Regions from separate parts of the Macaca mulatta genome. Here region 1 is linked to region 2. The links are chromatin contacts, called in public Hi-C maps. All regions are on one chromosome and are shown on one strand. The core of a region is the stretch at or near the end of the contact, and the rest is flanking DNA. Distances in the headings are between cores, read along the strand shown.

Region 1 (5,300 bases), core at 1,061-3,560, 150 kb after region 2:
CTGCTTCATTTCAGAACATTCAATCATTCATTCAAAACAACTCAAAGCATCTGCATTCACAGAGCAGCCCTAACAGATGAGTTTTTCTTCATCTTCCAAGGTAATGATACAAAAAAGTGTCAGCCATGGGGTTTTCAGTGGGAAACGGGAAACTCAAGGCCTGGTGCATTCAGTGGAAAAATTCCTCAAGCTCGTGACCTGCATAAATCTCCAAATCCTTTTCAACACCATGCTCTTTAGTGTTCGGCACGAGGGTGCCGGCAGAGGAGGTGAATCCCTGCATTTTCTGTTCTTTTTTTTCTTCCAACTGGTGTGGATCCCAGGCCATTTCAGGGCCCTGCAGGGTTTGAAACCCTCTGGGAATACTGACCCGGGACCCGGTTTTGCCCATGGGAAGTTGATGCCAGCGCAGTCCCCTGCCAGGGGCACTGTCTCCTCGGCCCCAGGATGCTGGACGGAGGGGACAACGTGCAGAGGCAGCTGCTGCTGGGCTGTGGACCTCCCGGAACGGGAGGAGCCCGGGAGGGGCTGGCCCAGCAGTGGGGGCTCCGATGCGCCTGCATTCATATGCTAAGGAGCCCTGGATTCGGCTTTAATTGGTGAGAGGAGAAAGTGGTGCAGCTGCCTGGGGCCGCGCTGTGGGAGCCTGAGCAGGAGGAGCTGTTTGAAAATAATCCCCGCGGGGACTCGCAGCACCACCTCGGGCTTCAGTCCCTGGAAAGAGGCCGAGGGCGGGGCGGGCGGCCGGATGCGGCGGGGAGCGATTGGCAGGGAAAGCGTGAGGTCACGGTGGCCACCGCACCAGCTCCAAACAGCCGGGGCCCAGGGCTGAGCCCTGATTTCCAAACCGGCCCCTGGATGAGCCTCAGTGTTTCACTCTGTGCAATGGAAATACCTACCTCACCCCATTGTTGGAATAAATGCAATAATGCATGGGGAGATCTTAGTACAGACAAGGGGCAGGCGCTCAACGCCTGGTGGCTACCTGCGCTGCGTCCTGGACGTGTCCAGCGAAGCCCGTGTGGGGCTATGACGGGAATGAAGGAGCTGTCACGGCGCCTCACTGCTCCCCAGAGCTTTGCAGCCTCTCCCCAGCCCTGGCTTTGCCCCACCACGGCTCCCTTGGCTGCAGGAGGGAACCTCAAAGGCGGTTAGAACGCGCCGGGTAAATGTGCAGCTTTTCTTCCGGAGCCTCCACGAGAAAGAAATGGAGGGTCTTTTCCTGGGACTGCTGGTGGTGCAAGTCCCGCTTGGGTGCAGGGTGAGCGGCTTCCAAGGAATTCACTGTCTCTTTCCAGCCGGAGTGGGAGGTGACCTCAGGGGCCCCAGCTGGGGGCCTGGCTGGGAAATGCACAGAAGGAGACTTCGACAGGAGTAGCTATGGTTTGTGCTGTGCTCTGCACACGTCTGGCTGATAGAAATCTATGTCCATAAACAGGTAACATAATTTGGTTTATCGAACCCATAATAAGCAGATTTTCTGACTTGCATAAGAATTTCTCTGTAATCTTTGCCTTAAGGAAAAGTCCGCTGAATGCCATAGAAAAAGTTGCATTTGATGAGGTTTCAGGAAAGAAAAGGTAACGAACTATTCTAAGAGATGAGGATAGTGCCTGAGTGGGGCCCAGGACAGACAGGGGGTCCTCACCTCTCCCTCCCGGGGTTGGCTGCAGGGCTTTGCCTCAGTCTGTTTTATTTTTTGTTTGTTTGTTTGTTTGTTTTTTGCAGCATCTACACAGTTTAAATACTTGGAAAAATCCTCTTTGTGAGTGTACTAAGCCACAGCCTGCCAATGTGACAAATGCAATTTACAAATCCTAAGTTCCAGGTAGAGGAGAATGTGGTAGGTCCATGTCTTCATTTTCCCATACCTTTAGTCCGTCGTGACTCCGCTTAGCCAGCCCTGGCCATCCTTTTATCCTTCTAGGAACAGACTCTTACATGCAGTATTTTTACTGGTACATAAAAAATTTAAGGCTGCACTAAGCAGGTGCCCAGGCCCCCGGAGTCAGAAGGGAGTGTATGGTACACACATGGTGACGATTTGAGAAGAGTCTGGCTTTAGGACCTTGCAGATGAAGGTAACAAACCCCCTGTTCTGGAGGCAGCACCTGTGCCCCCGCCCTGTCCCACAGGGATGCATCTGCAGCCACTCCGGGGCAGGGCTGATGCCTCTTTGATGGTCCCTCCCGCAGCTTGCTCTTTGTCGCTCTTTGTTGCTCTTTGTTGCTCTTTGTCACAGTCCTGCTCAACAGCTGGTGCTTGCAGGAAGAAGCTCTCTGGCTGCAAGAAATCCAGGGTGTGGGTGGATGACAGAATAAATGGGAGGGACAAAGGGCGTCTACTTGGCAGCTCGGATTCCTGGGCAGGGTCAAGACCAGGCGAAATAGGTCCCAATGAGGAAAAGCTCCTGCCTTTTGTTCCAAACCAGCCTGGCTTGCCTGTGAAGGGGAAGACTTGACCAGGGCACTTTCCTGGGGCCACGGCCTGACTTTTGGAGAAGAGGCAGTGGTCTTTGTCTAAGATCATGTTACCTATAACCGTGGTTTAACTTTTTATTTAAATTTTTTTTTAGACAAAGGGTCTTGCTCTGTTGCCCAGGCTGGAATGCAGTGGCACAATCATAGTTCACGGTAACCTTGAACTCCTGGGCTCAAGCCATTCTCTTGCCTCGACCGCCCAAGTAGCTGGGACTACAGGTGCCCTCCACCATGCCCCACCAATTTTTTCACACTTTTTTGTAGAGACAGGGTCTCGCCATGTTGCTCAGGCTGGTCGTAAACTCCTGGCCTCAAGAGATCCTCCTGCCTTGGCTTCTCAAGGCGCTGGGATTACAGGCGTGAGCTGCCACACCCAGCCTACAACTGCGTTGTATGTATCTCACTTTGTGTAGATATGGCCACAAAGTAGTAAAAAACTGGGTCTGTCATAAAGCTGTGATGGGGTGCTAACTCCATGCCATCGGGTCTATGTGCTGAAAGGATTTCAAATTGGAAGGGTGCTTATATATCCTCTGGTTGATAGAACCCCACCTATGCAGATGGGGTCCCCAGGTTTGATGCCATCCTAAACATCTTCACTCGGCAGTGGTGTTGGGAGGAGACTGCGGCCTCCGGTTTCCCGTCCAGCCTTTCCCAGCTGCTTCCTCTGCTTGTTTCTCGCTGAGATAAAGCCGATGAAAAATGAGGGCAAAGTTCACAGTCCTGCCGTTGCTGCCACAGCGGAAACAGTAAACACACACATTCACACAGGCAAAAAGCAGCAAACAGTGTTGGTGAGTGGCCGAAGTCCACACGATCATGCAGGTAGTGCATGCTGAGTCCTTTCTCTGCACCAAACACTGGCCGCAGCATGTTCCTGTCCTCAAAGGATGGGGCACAGACATGGCTAATCATGCCAGCAATTATTGACGGTCCTTATAAATGCTCTGAAGGAAGCCAAGGAGGACGATGGCAGAGGAGCTGACTCGGGTCTAGTGCAAAGTGCACCTTCAAATCACCTGGGAAGCTTTTTAACATCCCAGCTGCTAGTCGTGGAATCTCTTGGGGGTGAGCCCTGGGCACCAGTGTTTTTTTTTTAACTGCTGGTCACCAGATGGTTCCAATGTGAGAACCATTGCTGTGGAACCAAGTTTGAGAACCATTACTGTAGAGAAGTGTTGTCGTTTAGAACCTTTACCTGTCCCGGTGAATGCTGTAACTCACTGCATTTTCTCGTTTGTAAGGTATCATCAGGTGTAAGACAGAGCCAGGACTTAATCATCACTTTCCAGGAAAAAAAAATACTGCCCATGTTGTATGTGAGATGCACCCTTTCTCCCCACAAACATGAAAATATGAAACAGTACATCCAAGATCAAGAAAATGCGATATTTGAATAAAGATTAATAATACATGCTTTTCAAATGTCTTAGAGGCAGAGTTAATACTTGAATAACAAATCAAACTTCAGCATGACCTGAAAAGCTGAGCTGACCCAACTCAGTGGAATCAAATGGTCAGGCAGTGGTGGAGGCCAAGCAGCAAAGTCACAGAGCACAGTGCACAGGCAGCAAAGTCTGGAGTCCTGGCCGACTGAGTCAGAATGATTTTGTGCTATAATGATGATACCTAATGTTTTCAGGGTGCATACCATGAACCAAGCACTTAATAAGTGCTGTATATGTATATATTTTACACATATATACACTTATATACTGTATATATAAACACACATGCACATCCACAAATATATGGAACTTGATATGGTTTGGCTGTGTCCCCACCCAAATCTTATCTTGAATTGTAGCTCCCATAATTCCCTTGTGCTGTGGGAGGGACCTGGTGGGAGGGAATTGAATCATGGAGGTGGGTCTTTCCTGTGCTGTTCTCATGACAGTTAATAGGCCTCACGAGATCTGATGGTTTTATAAGGAGGAGTTCCCCTACACAAGATATCTCTTTTTTGCTGGCCACCATGTAAGACATGCCTTTGTTCTTCCCTTGCCTTCCACCATGATTGTGAGGCCTCCCCAGCCATGTGGAGCTGGGAGTTCATTAAATCTCTTTTTCTTAATAAATTACCCAGTCTCGGGTATGTCTTTACCAGCAGCATGAAAACAGACTAATACATAACTATTTTAATTTTCCCCAAAGGTATAAACTCAGCTTGGAGAGTGAGCAGGTTGCTGAAGATTACACAGTATGCTTTGAATTCAGGCAGTCTGAGTCCACAGCCTGCTCTGCCATCATTACAAAGCACTGATGAATACAAAAGTGGCACTCAGCTTTCTTTAATGCCCTCTGTAGTGAGCCGCTGCCCTGAGAATGTCACAGGACCCAATACGTAAGGTTCCCAAGGAAACGTCCACAAGTGAATGTGTGCCATGTGTCGCCCACCCCCCGAAGCTCAGTACGGGCCATGCTTAGATCTCCTTTTACTTCACTAACTTCAAGTCCACCCCCAGGGGCTGCCCATGCTGATAAACATGCTGACACCACTTCTTGGATGACAGGGAGAGAGCATTGCTGATGTCTAGGTTGGAGAAGTTAGAGAAAGGGTATACAGGAAACCTCAGAAATGTTTCCAAATATTCCCAAAGTTACACACAACAGAAGGAACGCATCTTTTCCATAGTGGCCTCGTGGGCAGAGATAGCAAGAACCAAGGAGTAGAAATGGTAGGGAAATTTCACTTTCACACAAAAAGCAACTTTTCCACAATTGCAGTTGCCTTCAGATACATAACTAACTATGAGTGGCAGGAAAGCTCTCCAAAACCCTGAAATCTGCTAAATCCAGACACGGTCAAGCAAACACTTG
Region 2 (5,791 bases), core at 1,506-4,005:
TAAATGCAAAGCTTAACTAGGACCTGAATAAATTTAATAGTACAGGAAGGTTCTGGAGAAAACAAAATAGAAAGTGTGAGCCAGCCACTACATAGTGAAAAAGCTAAAAAACCAACATACGGACATTCTTAAAAACCAATTCATTTCATTATGAAAGGCTTCTAATACAATTCTGAAAAATAATTTCTAAAAATAGAAACGTTCAGATATAAGCAGGGAAAAAAAATAGTAAATGAAATAATATATCATCTTTTTTTCCAAGTCCTTCAATTCTTGTTTTGCTTCAATGTATGTACACAGCAAACTTTCACCTACAGTATAACTGAAAAAATAGCTTTCCAAATGACAGGCCAATTTTAGTAACTAGTCATACCACTAAGAAATAAAAAGTTTCAACTGAGTGCTTAAAATAGAATTTAAATCAATGAACTATGTTTCTGATTTGAGATTTTTTTTAAATGCTAACTCAATTCAAAATCCCAAAAAGCTAAATTCTCTTTATTAAATTGAAAAAAGATTCCTTAAACCAAACTTGAGAAATCTCTCAAAAAAAAAAAAAAATCCATTCAAACAAAAAAAACTACATACCAAGAAAATGTTTTACGGTCATTTTTTTTTTAACTTGTGATAAAAAGAAAAATGAATTCATTATTCTGAAAGAAAGCATAATCCTGAAACTAAATTATGCCCCCTTTCTAAAGATATACTAAATAGTCTATGAACGAACACTTAAGTACATAATACTAACTCGCTTACTAGAACCTAACTCGTAAAATCATTACAGAAGATGAATGAATCAGGAGTAACTTAACATAACATCTATGCTCAAATTGGCAACCTGAGCCTAATGATGTGTGTCAGGATTCAACTAAGGATTAAGACAAATGGCTAGCTACCCACGTCAAGTGCAGTCACAGGTACAGGCGAAGACAGAAGAAATAGAGTCCTTCCCATGACTGGCAAAAAAATCAAGAAATCAGAGAAGCAATAGTCAAATTTTCTCCAAAATATACAGTGGAATTTAATGATAAAAGGAATACATTTCATAAGAATGTTCAAATTTGCCAAACCCGTTCTGTTGCCTAGGAGCTAGTATTTTATAGCAAGTGTTAACTATAAATCACCTATTACAACAAATCAAAAATAGACGCTATTAAAATGATTTCCTAAACAGGCACAAAACTTGAGGGAAACGTTTTTTATGCTATTAAAGTCTGTGCAGCCACCGAATGAACAGAGCGCGGAACCGACCCTTGCAGAGCGATTTACAGGGTTGTTCCCTGACCCTTCACCTCCCTCCCCTCTCCACAGAGCCCTTCCTGGTGGACTTGGACTCACACACTTTTTTAAAAGCTGCTCGGAACGCTTTCAGCAGCTTTGTTATAAACAACCCCCATTGTTACCAGGCCAGGAGAGAGCGTGATTTCCTCCTCCTCTCGGGGAGCCAGCCCGGGGCCGGCGCCTCCCTCCGGGCAGAGGCCACCGCAGAGGGCCCCTCCTCGCAGCCCCAGAGGTGGAGAAGGCACGCCTTTCCTCGGGGGAGTCCGATTCCCGGCCTGTGCCATCAGGGAACCCGCAGCTCCCGAACTTTGTGATACTGACTTTCCCCTCCCAGCTGGCAGCCTGCAAGTTTGTGAACCTGAAGCACAGCCCGCCTCCCAGGTTCCATCCCGGCCACGGCGAAGGGGCGCCGCGAGCCAGAACCTGGCTGCAGGTGGAGAGCTCCTGCCCCGCGCGCCGCCGCGCCCCCCGCGCGGCTGGGGATCAGGCCGGGGCCGCGCCGCGCTCGCGGCGGTGGGGGCGGCGACCCAGGTGAGACACCAGGTGAGCGGCCGGAGAGGGGAACAGGTGACTGCCGCGCCCCGCCAGCCCCCGCGACCCCGGGATCCACCGCGGCAGGGGGACGGGGGCTGCGGGGGACGCCGGGGCCCGCGGTGGGCCTGGGGGAGGGGGAGGGGAGAGAGGGGGAGGAGTGGGGGAGGGGGAAGGGAGGGCGGGTCCGCGGCTGGCGGGCGGCGGCAGGGGGGGAGGGGCGGGGCGGGGCGCGGCGGGCGGGGGTCGCGCAGGCCCCGCGCCCCGCGGCGCTCACCTCGGTGGGCTGGCTGATCTCGAACAGGTCCAGCCGGTTGGCGTTCCAGTGGTGGATGATGTCGGCCAGCTTCCGCCGCTCCTCGTCACGGCCGCCCGCCGACATGGTCCCGGCCGCGCCTCCTCAGCCGCGCGGGGCCGGGGCCGGAGGACGGGCCGAGGACGACAGGTCTGCGGGGATCCGACGCCCCTCGCCGCCCCCCGCCGGCCGCCGCCGCCTCCGCGCCCGCGCCGCGTCCTCTGACTCGGCCTCCGCCTGGGGCTCAGTCCGCGCCGCGCCGCGCCGCCTCAGCCCCGCCGGCCGGTGTGCGCCCGGCGCCCGCACCCTCCCGCGCCCCGCCCGCCGCCGTGCGCGCCCCCGCCCGCCGTGCGCGCCGCCGCCCGCGAGCCGCCGCCGCACCTCCGGGCCGCTCCGCTAGGTGCTGCTGCCGCGGCCGCCAGGGAGGGAGACGCCGGAGGGCGGGCCCCACGCGGCGCTAGGGTTCGGTCTGGACTGGCGGTGGTGGGTCCGGACCGGCGGTGCCGAGTTCTGTCCCGACCAACGGTGCTAGGTTCGGTTCGGATGCGCGCTGCTGAATCTAAATGGGCGGTGCTGGGTCCGACGGAAGGTGCTGTGTTCAGTCCGGACGCGCGGTGCTGTGTCTGGACGGGCGGTGCTGGATCCAACTGGGCGGTGCTGGATCTGGACTGGCGGTGATGGGTCCGATGGGCGGTGCTACATTGGGTTCGGACGGGCGATGCTGGGTCCGATGGGCGGTGCTGAGTTCGGTCCGGACGGGCGGGGACGGGCGGTGCTGGGTCCAAATGGGTGGTGATGGATCTGGACGGGCGGTGCTGGGTCCGATGGGCGGTGCTAGGTTCGGTTCGGATGGGTGGTGCTGGGTCTAAATGGGCGGCGCCGGGTCCGATGGGCGGTGCTGGGTTCGGTCCGGACTGGCGGGTCTGGGTCTGGACGGGCAGTGCTGGGTCCGAACGGGCGATGGGTCCGATGGACTGTGTTAGATTCGGTTCGGACTGGCAATGCAGGGTCTAAATGGGCGGCGCTGGGTCCGATGGGCGGTACTGGGTTCGGTCCGGACGGCCGGGTCTGGGTCTGGACGTGCGGTACTGTATCCAAGTGGGCGGTGCTGATTCCGGACGGGCTGTGCTAGGTTAGGTCCCGACGGGTGGTGCAGGGTCTAAATGGGCGGTGCTGGGCACAGCAGGGGACAGGTGGGCGTGGCGGCACAGGTACGGAGCGCAGTGCGGGTGCGGCGCCCTCCGAAGGGCCTTGCGCTCCCCGCGCTCGCTGCTCCTCCAACCTGCGCATTGCCCCGGGGCTGCTGTGTGTTTCTTCCAGGGTGATTCCTTTCTGCTGGGGTCACTTCGAAGCTGACCTTTTCAAGCTGTTTTCTTCCGAGGAGGATACCTTATTAGGCTTTGTGTGCATTTCAAGTGTCATGTTTTCCGGACCGCGCCCCGCTGCTCCCGGGGTGTTCGAGCCCCCACACTGCTGTGCGGTGTTCCTCTCGCTGAGTGAGGTTGGAGGTTCCCACTGCCTTTGTGTGTCTCCTTAGAAAACGCCTCTTCTCGCAGACACATTGTTATCTGCAAGTCCTTCGCAGATGTAGAGAACGGACTGCAGAGTTAATAAACGTCGAAGGGAAGCTTTGATGCGCCCCTGTTGGCCCTGAGAGATGCCGCGTGAGCGTCATTTTAAATCCTGTACCTGTACGTGGACGTGGAAACCTGAAATTAATTTCAGTAGCAAGCTTTGTGAATTGTAGGGCTTTTTTTTATTAGGTGTCTTTTTTGTAACTGCTCCTCCCCTCCCCCACCCTTTGTTTTGGCTGTAGAACACATCCCAGCAGTCTCCCCATGCAGTATTCAGTCAGGCGAAGTTGCGTTCTTACGTTATCTGTGATGTGTAACAAAAAAGCGTTTATCTTTGAAACACTAAGGCAAGTAATGAGAAGAGTGAACTATATTTGACAAAGCCTTTTTATTTTTGTCATTACTTTTTCTTCCAGTGTGGAAATAATTTTTCTCTCCACCAACTGGATTTTCTCTTTTGCAGACAATTAGAGAATTCTGTCATCCTCACTGGGTTCTGTCTTTTCTACTGCACTTGTCCAGTACAGCTACATAAGGAGGCTTCTCAGCAGAGGAGCCTGGGGTGTTGAACCAGTGCCATGGGGGAATGAATTATGCAATAGATCGCTAGTCTCCTTTCTTAAAATTAAAGTGTGGTGACGTGCAGAAAAGCATCTGTGTCTAAATGGCATCTTCATGTTGTAGCACTCGGTTTCTTTATGCCTTTCAGTTCCTGTGCTTCTTGATAGACTCGAGTTTTTACTGTGTGAGCATCCCCGTGCCGGCACAGCGAAGGACTCTCACTGGGTTCTACATGTGCTGCACAGATCCCTGGCACAGCGTTAACTGAACCTCAACTGCAGGAGCTTCATTCCCGAGGATGCTGTTACCAAGAGTAACTTGCCTCTTGAAGAATGAGTTTGCAAAGCTGGCAGTTAGATTGCTGATGTCCAAAGTAAGTATGTGTAGCATCGCTAAAGAGAAAATTCAGGATTCCTGGAAAACAGTTACGGGCTCTCTGCAGTGTTATTTTTGTAATAAAAAACATGTAGCATATGTGAAATACCTACTGAGTGATGCAGGACACATAGAAGGCTCTAAATTAATGTGAATTATTCTCGTTTTTCTGACTGTCATTAAAAGTCCCCATTTGTAGTATGTATGAGTGGTATATCAATATCTAAACTACAGTTCACCGTAGGTCCCAACCAACATTAGTTTATTGACAAATGTTTAAGAGCAACCAGAAATTCATAGAATACCTATGATTCTTAAATCATGAACACTCCCATAACTGGTATATGTTTAGGACATGAAAATTTCCAGGCTGACAAATTATTTCACTGTCGTTGTTCAACACTCCAGGATGATATTCTGAGCTGTGTGTCAATTTCAATACCACCTAGAACAATAAAAGGCAGACATGCTACCATCCTCTATTCTCATTGCCCCACTGGATTCTGGTACATCTAAAAATTATACTTAAATGATATCCAAGAAATGCTGTATAAAAATAAAATAATGGGCTTTTCTGTTATTAATTCCATTTTATACATGGTGAGACTGAAATGCAAGAGAAAGGACCGGACTGAAGCTAAACGAAGCTGCACTGGGCGAGGTTGAAAAAGACCTTTTTAATCTATAAGTCAGTTTTTAAAAATTTAAGTTTTTACTTTATAATTTTAGTTTTCCTTTTAAATGTATATTATTTTTAGTTGCTCTATTCAAAAAGTTTTTACAGCTTCTGTTTCAATCAGCAGTGATATACTAATATTTCTAAGTTTCTCCCATCTGAAACCAAAATCTACGTAAAACCTAAAAGCACTAGGTAATAGAGGACAACAGAGCAAGACTCTCTTAAAAGAAGAAGTATCACGGCCGGGCGCGGTGGCTCAAGCCTGTAATCCCAGCAATTTGGGAGGCCGAGACGGGCGGATCACGAGGTCAGGAGATCGAGACCATCCTGGCTAACACGGTGAAACCCCATCTCTACTAAAAATACAAAAAACTAGCCGGGCGAGGTGGCGGGCACCTATAGTCCCAGCTACTCGGGAGGCTGAGGCAGGAGAATGGCGTAAACCCGGGAGACGGAGCTTGTAGTGAGCTGAGATCAGGCCACTGCACTCCAGTC

The links. A called contact is a pair of places that touch in the nucleus more often than the background predicts.
Region 1: a Hi-C map of fetal cortex germinal zone shows a contact between it and region 2, with 2.3 times the contacts expected there. The contact joins the enhancer-like site here to the promoter of AFDN in region 2. A contact is called at or near these places in 2 of 14 Hi-C or Micro-C datasets (fetal cortex germinal zone and liver).

What each region holds. Positions count from the first base shown.
Region 1 is chr4:4,372,206-4,377,505 of T2T-MMU8v2.0, forward strand. It overlaps LOC106998203, which reads left to right. Exons shown (of 3, transcript XM_078001163.1): 1 at 1-1,165; 2 at 1,299-1,828; 3 at 1,928-5,300. Among named protein-coding and RNA genes, the nearest start is that of AFDN, 150 kb to the left of the region's middle. Within about 2 kb of position 2,311, at least 8 of the 40 cell types and tissues checked have an H3K27ac peak or open chromatin away from gene starts, as enhancers often do. A contact at or near this core is called in fetal cortex germinal zone and liver, where this site is marked.
Region 2 is chr4:4,219,101-4,224,891 of T2T-MMU8v2.0, forward strand. It overlaps AFDN (afadin, adherens junction formation factor), which reads right to left and starts at 2,756. Exons shown (of 33, transcript XM_078001142.1): 1 at 2,489-2,756. LOC114677438 reads left to right here and starts at 1,513. Exons shown (of 4, transcript XM_078001159.1): 1 at 1,513-1,824. It also overlaps the pseudogene LOC144340698.